Linked DNA regions of Mus musculus: region 2 is linked to region 1. A link is a contact called in public promoter capture Hi-C data. All regions are on one chromosome and are shown on one strand. The core of a region is the stretch at or near the end of the contact, and the rest is flanking DNA. Distances in the headings are between cores, read along the strand shown. Region 1 holds the start of Frk (fyn-related kinase). Region 2 has its middle 230 kb from the start of Amd2.

The links. Promoter capture Hi-C pulls out the DNA fragments that hold promoters and counts their contacts.
Region 2: a promoter capture Hi-C map of embryonic stem cells shows a contact between it and region 1, with 4 times the contacts expected there. The contact joins the enhancer-like site here to the promoter of Frk in region 1. A contact is called at or near these places in 6 of 39 promoter capture datasets (the HPC-7 cell line, embryonic stem cells, hippocampal neurons and 1 more).

The regions. Positions count from the first base shown.
Region 1 is chr10:34,481,609-34,485,058 of GRCm38.p6, forward strand. Frk (fyn-related kinase) reads left to right here and starts at 1,792. Exons shown (of 9, transcript NM_010237.3): 1 at 1,792-1,980; 2 at 2,137-2,761. The coding sequence starts at 2,397.
Region 2 is chr10:35,477,419-35,480,868 of GRCm38.p6, forward strand. No RefSeq gene overlaps it. Among named protein-coding and RNA genes, the nearest start is that of Amd2, 230 kb to the right of the region's middle. Within about 2 kb of position 1,578, at least 3 of the 459 cell types and tissues checked have an H3K27ac peak or open chromatin away from gene starts, as enhancers often do. A contact at or near this core is called in embryonic stem cells, where this site is marked.

The DNA of each region.
Region 1 (3,450 bases), core at 542-3,041:
GCTGTGCTCTTGCCAGTCCCTGGCCATTCACCTCAGGATTCAGGCAAGCCGGAGATGAATGACCGGGAGTAAGAGAGGCCATTGAAGACTGTGGAATTTTCTATTTCCTGTTCAGTGACCAGTTGTCATTCAGATGGAGTTTGTGTGTTTGTTTCTTTGTTTTGTTTTTTTGTGTGGAATAAATGAAAAGAAGGCTGAGCAGACATAGGTGACTGACTTGCTGAAAGCAGCCAGAGAAGGTGTCAAAGACACCTGTCAGGCATCAAGCTTGGGTGCCCAGGAGAGTTCCACTGTCACCGACGTGAAAAAATCTTCTCACACTGGGTCAGGTTCCCAGGCCACTGCTTTCCTGACATCCTTGGGTTGTTGGTGCTATTTAAGTCTCTTCACCTCCTCAGGGGATGGGATGGGCTGTTTGTCACTGTCATTTCCCACAATGTTTTGACCTAGTCACAGTGAAGGTATATTTAAATTTAGGGTAGCAAGGCTGGGTGTGGTGGGGCACACCTTTAATCCCAGCATTCGGGAGGCAGGAGGCAGGCAGATTTTGAGTTCGAGGCCAGGCTGGTCTACAAAGTGAGTTCCAGGACAGCCAGGGCTATACAGAAAAACCCTGTCTCGAAAAAACCAAAAACCAAAACCAAAAACAAACAAACAAACAAAAATTTAGAATAGCAAAGGGTTTGGAGTCTTAAATCCACTTAAAGTTGAGTTTGGGTCCACCTGTGCTTAGTAGACCTTCTCATTCTTTCTGTTTCTACATCATGTAGATGTCCCAGGAAAGACCACAGCATCTGTAAGCCATGTTTAAAGAAATCAAGAAGATACCACACTTTCACAGTTCATGGTGTTTGGTACAGAATATTTGTTATGATTCATTGGTATCATGATCACTATTTTCATTTCTGTGTAAAATAAGGAATTACACGTGCAGTCTGTTTTAGGTCTCATGGTATTAAAATAAAACAAAATATGTCTCAGAATTTGGCTTTATGTGTGTGTGTGTGTGTGTGTGTGTGTGTGTGTGAGCCATGTGTGATGGATATGTGTCTATGTATGGGTGTACATATATGTGGAAGACAAAGAACATTGCGGCCTGCTTTGTCATTTGCAACCTTATTTCCCTTAAGAAATGGTCCCCTCCCGAGGTTGCCTGTTTCCATTTTTTTCTGCTGGCCCTCAGTGCTGCAGTCCCAGAATGTCTATCTTAACCTGAGCCTGAGTTGTTCTGAGGTCTCACCACAACCCCACGGAGTCAGCATGACTATGGACCTGAAGTCCAACTTGAAGAGACAGCATCTCTACAAATGCTCTTATCAGCCTGCCACCTGTTTCTCCTGTGTGTGCTTGGGTACACGTGCTACAGAAATAGCGATGTAAGGGGTCAGGAATGAGATGTCTCTGTGGGAAAAAGCAGCCTTTCGGGTTCTCAGCATTTTGCCCAGCTGCTTTGCTACTCTTTTTTTTTTCACCAGAAACTTCTGAGGCTATTAAAATCTATTCCTAGTGATTAAAAAAAAAAATGGTAGGGACTCAAAGGCTCTTTTTCAATTGCCACATGTCTGGCAGATCCTACCTAAACACCCAGTTTTCTCCTTTTAAAATTTTCTCTACCAGTATCAAAACAATCCTACTCATATTTGTGAGGAAATAAATCTCTGCCTTGCATTCTGTGTAGGGAATATAGCAAGACAGATAGCCATCTGGGCTAGCCTGTTTCTCTGGGTTTTGGCTGCTTTAAGAATCTGGCTTCTTGGTAAGGGGGCTGGTCTATCCTGGGTGTGGGAGGAGGGAGCGGGAAAGCTGACCTGGGAGTTCCTTTTAGATCAGACAAAAAGAAACCAGGAAGTTAGGAGGAATTATTACAGTCTGTACAGCTCAGGATGTTAAAGGCGATAACCTCCACGGCCTGGTTATTCATTAGCAAGAAGGAAAGCTCCGGAGAGAGCAGAACTCTCTCAGCTGCAGGCTTGAAGCAGGGTGAGAGCAGCTGGAGCAGGCCGGGCTGGGAGCTTGTTCCTGGAGTTAGTCTCTCTCTAACTTTTTCCGGGGACAGAGGGAGAGGTGGCTGTTCTTTGTTCTCAAATGTCCCTCTAAATAAAACCCTTTTTATTTTACTTATTGTTCGGTGCCCAGGCAGTCAGGAAGAAGCACCTTCCCACTGGACCTCCAGCTCAGTCCTCTCTTGGTTTTGCCTCAGGGCAGCAGCTACAAACAGAAAGCCAGCTGTGAGTGTCTTGGCCAAGCCCAGATCTGCCGGAGAGAGGAGAGATCCGAAGCGGGAGGTATGGTGAGTTGCAGCTGATTTGGAAGCTGCCTGGTGGAGGACCGTGGCTCTGTACAGCTTGTGGGGAGAGGACTATCCTCTCCTACAACTACTAAGCTAGAACAACACCATGGGCAGCGTCTGTGTGAGACTCTGGGCATACCTGCAGCCTTTTCTCCCGTGCTGGTCTCAAGAGGCAGACAAGTCAGTAGTAATTGAGAATCCAGGGGCCTTCTGTCCCCCAGAGGCTCCCAGGTCACAAGAGCCCGAGAGAAGCCATGGCCAGTATTTTGTGGCTCTGTTTGATTACCAAGCACGTACTGCAGAGGACCTGAGCTTCCGTGCCGGCGACAAACTCCAAGTCTTGGACACTTCGCATGAGGGCTGGTGGTTGGCCAGACATTTGGAGAAGAAGGGAACCGGCTTAGGTCAGCAGCTACAGGGCTACATTCCTTCCAATTACGTGGCGGAGGACCGGAGTCTCCAGGCAGAGCCGTGAGTAGCACCGGCCATACTTTTTTCTTGATTCTTTCGGGGTTGGATACTGAACTCTGACTCTCCTTCCTTCCTATCCACGGACTCTCATTCACAGATCGGTCCAGTGTATGGAAAGGCATTCTAGAAGCTGTTAATTGAAGCATGTCTTTCTCGCAAAGTGAGAGAGAACTGCTAAAATGACTTTGATTATAGTGGGCACACCTATGGTCCATCTAATACTCTCCCTCTGCCTCACTTTCAATAGAACTACATTTTCATTTACGGGCAGCTATAGTCTCTCCTAAACCTACTTTCAAATCTAAAATCGGAGGCTATTTGTTTAGTTAGTGTAAACTTTCCAAGCATTCCAAACTAATGCTACAAATCCTGCAGTTGACCACAACCATTTCCATTATGGTAGGCTCACAAGTGGGCTAATTTACAAAGACAACAAAACAACTACACAGTAGTAGTTTTTTTTTTTTTTTTTTTTTTCCTGGTGAAATCATAACAGAGAAAACTTTCTTGGTGTTCCTAGATCCTGAGGTATATTCAAATTACGAAAATAGCTTTTGGTTTTTAGGATTAAAAAGTGGCCAGGTATAGACAGCAAATTTTAAGAAGAAAAATCACGGAGATATTTCTTTCAATACTAGACTAAGATTTCATCCTGAAAAAGTGATTTTAGAAGGGGGGCCGATGATGAA
Region 2 (3,450 bases), core at 328-2,827, 1.0 Mb after region 1:
ATTACTCAATTTAGGTGTATCTTTAGAGACATTTTCCAATGGGTTGGCTCATGCCACATGTTGTAGTTGTGAATTACTCCAACCTGGAGTTACCAGTTTTAAGCCAGCTTTCTGTTACTAATGTTACAAAATTTTAATCATAAACAATAACTTATAAGCCAATAATCTGTTATCAAGACATGTAATACATATTTATACTTTTAAAACCATTCAGAAACAAAAATGAAGTGGCTGCATACATTTGCTCATTTCAACCAACAAAATTCTTAATCTTTCTAGCTGTAATTTTAAGAGAGAAACACCTTGTCACCTGATGAATCCAATAATCACAAGTACAGAGATTTTTGTAGGAAAAACAGCCATCACTTCCCTTACCACAGAACTTGAGAAGCTGCTCTTAAACTTTGAGGCGCCATCTGTCTAAGCCCGCTTTTTTTGTTGTTGTTGTTGTTCTTTTTCAAGAGAGCCCCCAGTTTGAGTGGATTGCCAGTGAGTAAAGATTCTTGATTTGACTCCTGGGGGGGAAAAAAGAAGAAAATTTACCTCCATTTCTGCCTTTTGTTTTTATAGTATTCAGCACCATTCTCTTTTTAATATTTTATGGTGTGTGTCAATTGTACAAAATAATAGCTTTCACCATGACATTCTAACTTAGATGTTAGGTACTGGCTGTCATTCCCTTGTCTATTATCTCCCTTCTTTCTGTCACCAATACTTCTCTTCTTTGATTGGATCCTTTTAGAATAACAAAAAATTTTCATATCATTCATGATTCTTTGTCAATTCATCCATTCATTCACCTCAGCCCCTAACTATGCTGTGAATGGACTGTTTATCAACAGTCATACATATCTATCTAAGTCTAGGAAGTTATTAAAGATTAACTCACACATCAGAGAGCCAAGTCTGAAGTGTGCAGTATAGAAGACCAGGCTACAAACTCTAAGTGGTTAATAGTGTACTCTTGAAACTAAGTCCTCTCTAAAACCTTGGTTTGACAGCTTCTAGCTAATTGAATAAATGGTATTTCCATTATACAGAGTAATATACCTTATTTAAAGTTAACCAGACAATCTAGTATGGGAGCCACTCGCATCATAATATGCCTTCACAACAATTAGATTCTTGCTTACTTAAACAACAGGGCACTATATTCTTGCCAGGTTGGCATCCAAACAACCTATCACACTTATGTTTCTAATGATAACTAATGTACCTCTCCATCCAATGTCCCAACATCATAGATGATCATATATTAAGAATGTTAAATTCTATAAGACAATTTATAAAGACTGTTGGAAGCTGTCCTGCAGCTCACATAGACCGGGTTTCACCTGGGAGGCAACCCGGGGCTGAAAAGAGAGGGGAACTAGGCGGTCGAGAGAAAAATGGAACTAAGTCAAGGTTCCTGATCAAAGCTCGAATGTTTAATAGAAAACTGTGCTTATAAAGGGGGTGGGGGGGAGAAGGGCGGCCCATTCCCGTTAATCCATTCTTGGAGCCTGGAACCAGCTGCAGGTGATGACCTGCAGGATAGGATGAAGTCTCTAGAATAGCTCAGGGTCCTCTCAGCAGGTAGCAGTGTCTTGAAGGAGAAGAGCAGCAGTGGCTGAACAATAGAGTCATCTAGGCAGGAAGGCTCCACCCTAGGTAATCTCCTTAGTGGCAGCAAGGTCAAGGTCTGGATCAGCCTGTTACAGGCTGGGGGTTGGGGGGGTTACACCCTGTAGGAGGACAAGCAGTCTCAATTAGTCATTATTTTCAGAATAAAATTTTATGAAAGATTTTTACATACAAATATTCATGCATTTATAGGAAGAATAGTCACGTTGTGGATATTGGAATAGCCCACATTTTACTTCATGGGTTATGTAGTTATGTATGGAAATCCAATGAGCCAAAATTTCTCTGGTAGAATTTTACCATATCAAGGCAAATTTAACAATGAAACTCTAACACCATACAAATATAACATGTTTATTTACTTGTTCATTTACTTACTTGTGAACTTATTCAGACAATTTCTGATATGTATTTCAGGATAGTCTATAACTCCTAATAAAGCATAGGGTGGTATAGAGCAGCAGTATTTCTTCTATGGACAACCACCCTTGGCTTCTATCCTTCTAACATTCTATCGTTCTTCCTTCTTTCCCAGTGAACTAGTCTCTTCAATCTAACATTAGTCAGAATATTTGAATTCTTTTTAATTATTTGTTTGTCTCCATTTGTGTGACTCATGGGAAATAATAAAAATTATAGTTTAAAATATTTAACCTAGAAATAATTTTGTACTTAACTGATAATCTTGGTACCACAGAATACATTTGGATAGTATTTTCCATTAAAAGGAGAATTCATGCACAATAATCTGTTTCACTCATGAATACCATATTGTATCTAAAAGTGACTTTAGGAAAAAAGAGCAATGTTTTTGAGTATTATCATCATCATTATCATTATAATCATCGTTGCTATTACTATTACTCTTAATATTTTGGCCATTAGGCCACTATAACCTTCTTATTTTTTCAGTTTAAATAAATAGAAGTAACCAATGTTGTAAAATGGAGCTTGTGTTGAAAAATCTTAGTTACATATTATAGAAAAATACAGTATTTTGGTAATAGTACATGGACAACTGAAAGAAGAAATTGCAGTAAAATAGATCACTGGTATTTTTCAACATATCAAAAATCAAGTACAAGCCTTATTTTACTTTGGTGTCAATAACCTATGAAGTTCTTAGCTTTTATTGACCTTTGACATGTGCTTTGAAACAGTATCTAGGTAATTTACCTCAGTTGAATTGTTTTGGTGCTCTGTGATTTGGTTTTCTTTCTCTACTTTCCTTACATAGAATTTGTGGAACAGATGTCTCACCTGCATTTCTTTTCTTTTCTTTCTTTCTTTTCTGTTTTTTGTTTGTTTGTTTGTTTGTTTGTTTTGTTTTCTGCTCACCAGAACCTACTGGTTTTATGCATAGTTCAATTAATATATATCAACATACTTCTCCCTCCAAAAAACGGTTACTGAATAAAATCAAACGATGGGCTACAAACTTCAACTCCATTACACTAAAATATCACTGATTTGTTTCTAAGGTCCAAATAAACTATTTATGAAAGTATAAATTCTAGTAGATATTAAGTTGCAAAAAAATGATAGAGAAAAAGGTTAATACCCTGCAGTATCTAATTAGCTCAGAATTGAATATCACGGTATCACATTAACCCAGAGAGTAATAATGAGAGCTTTCCATTCAGCCTGGTACAGTATTTGCTGATAGTAATGACATAGAGCTAAACACGACTCTATGATGCTTCTGCATCATTGCTCTCTTATTTTCTCAGCTATATGTATTACTTTCCTGAAGCCTACCTTTATACCTAATTTGTGGTGATCCATTCACAGAAACTATACTACTGTAATGACCCCTTCTTATTTTTC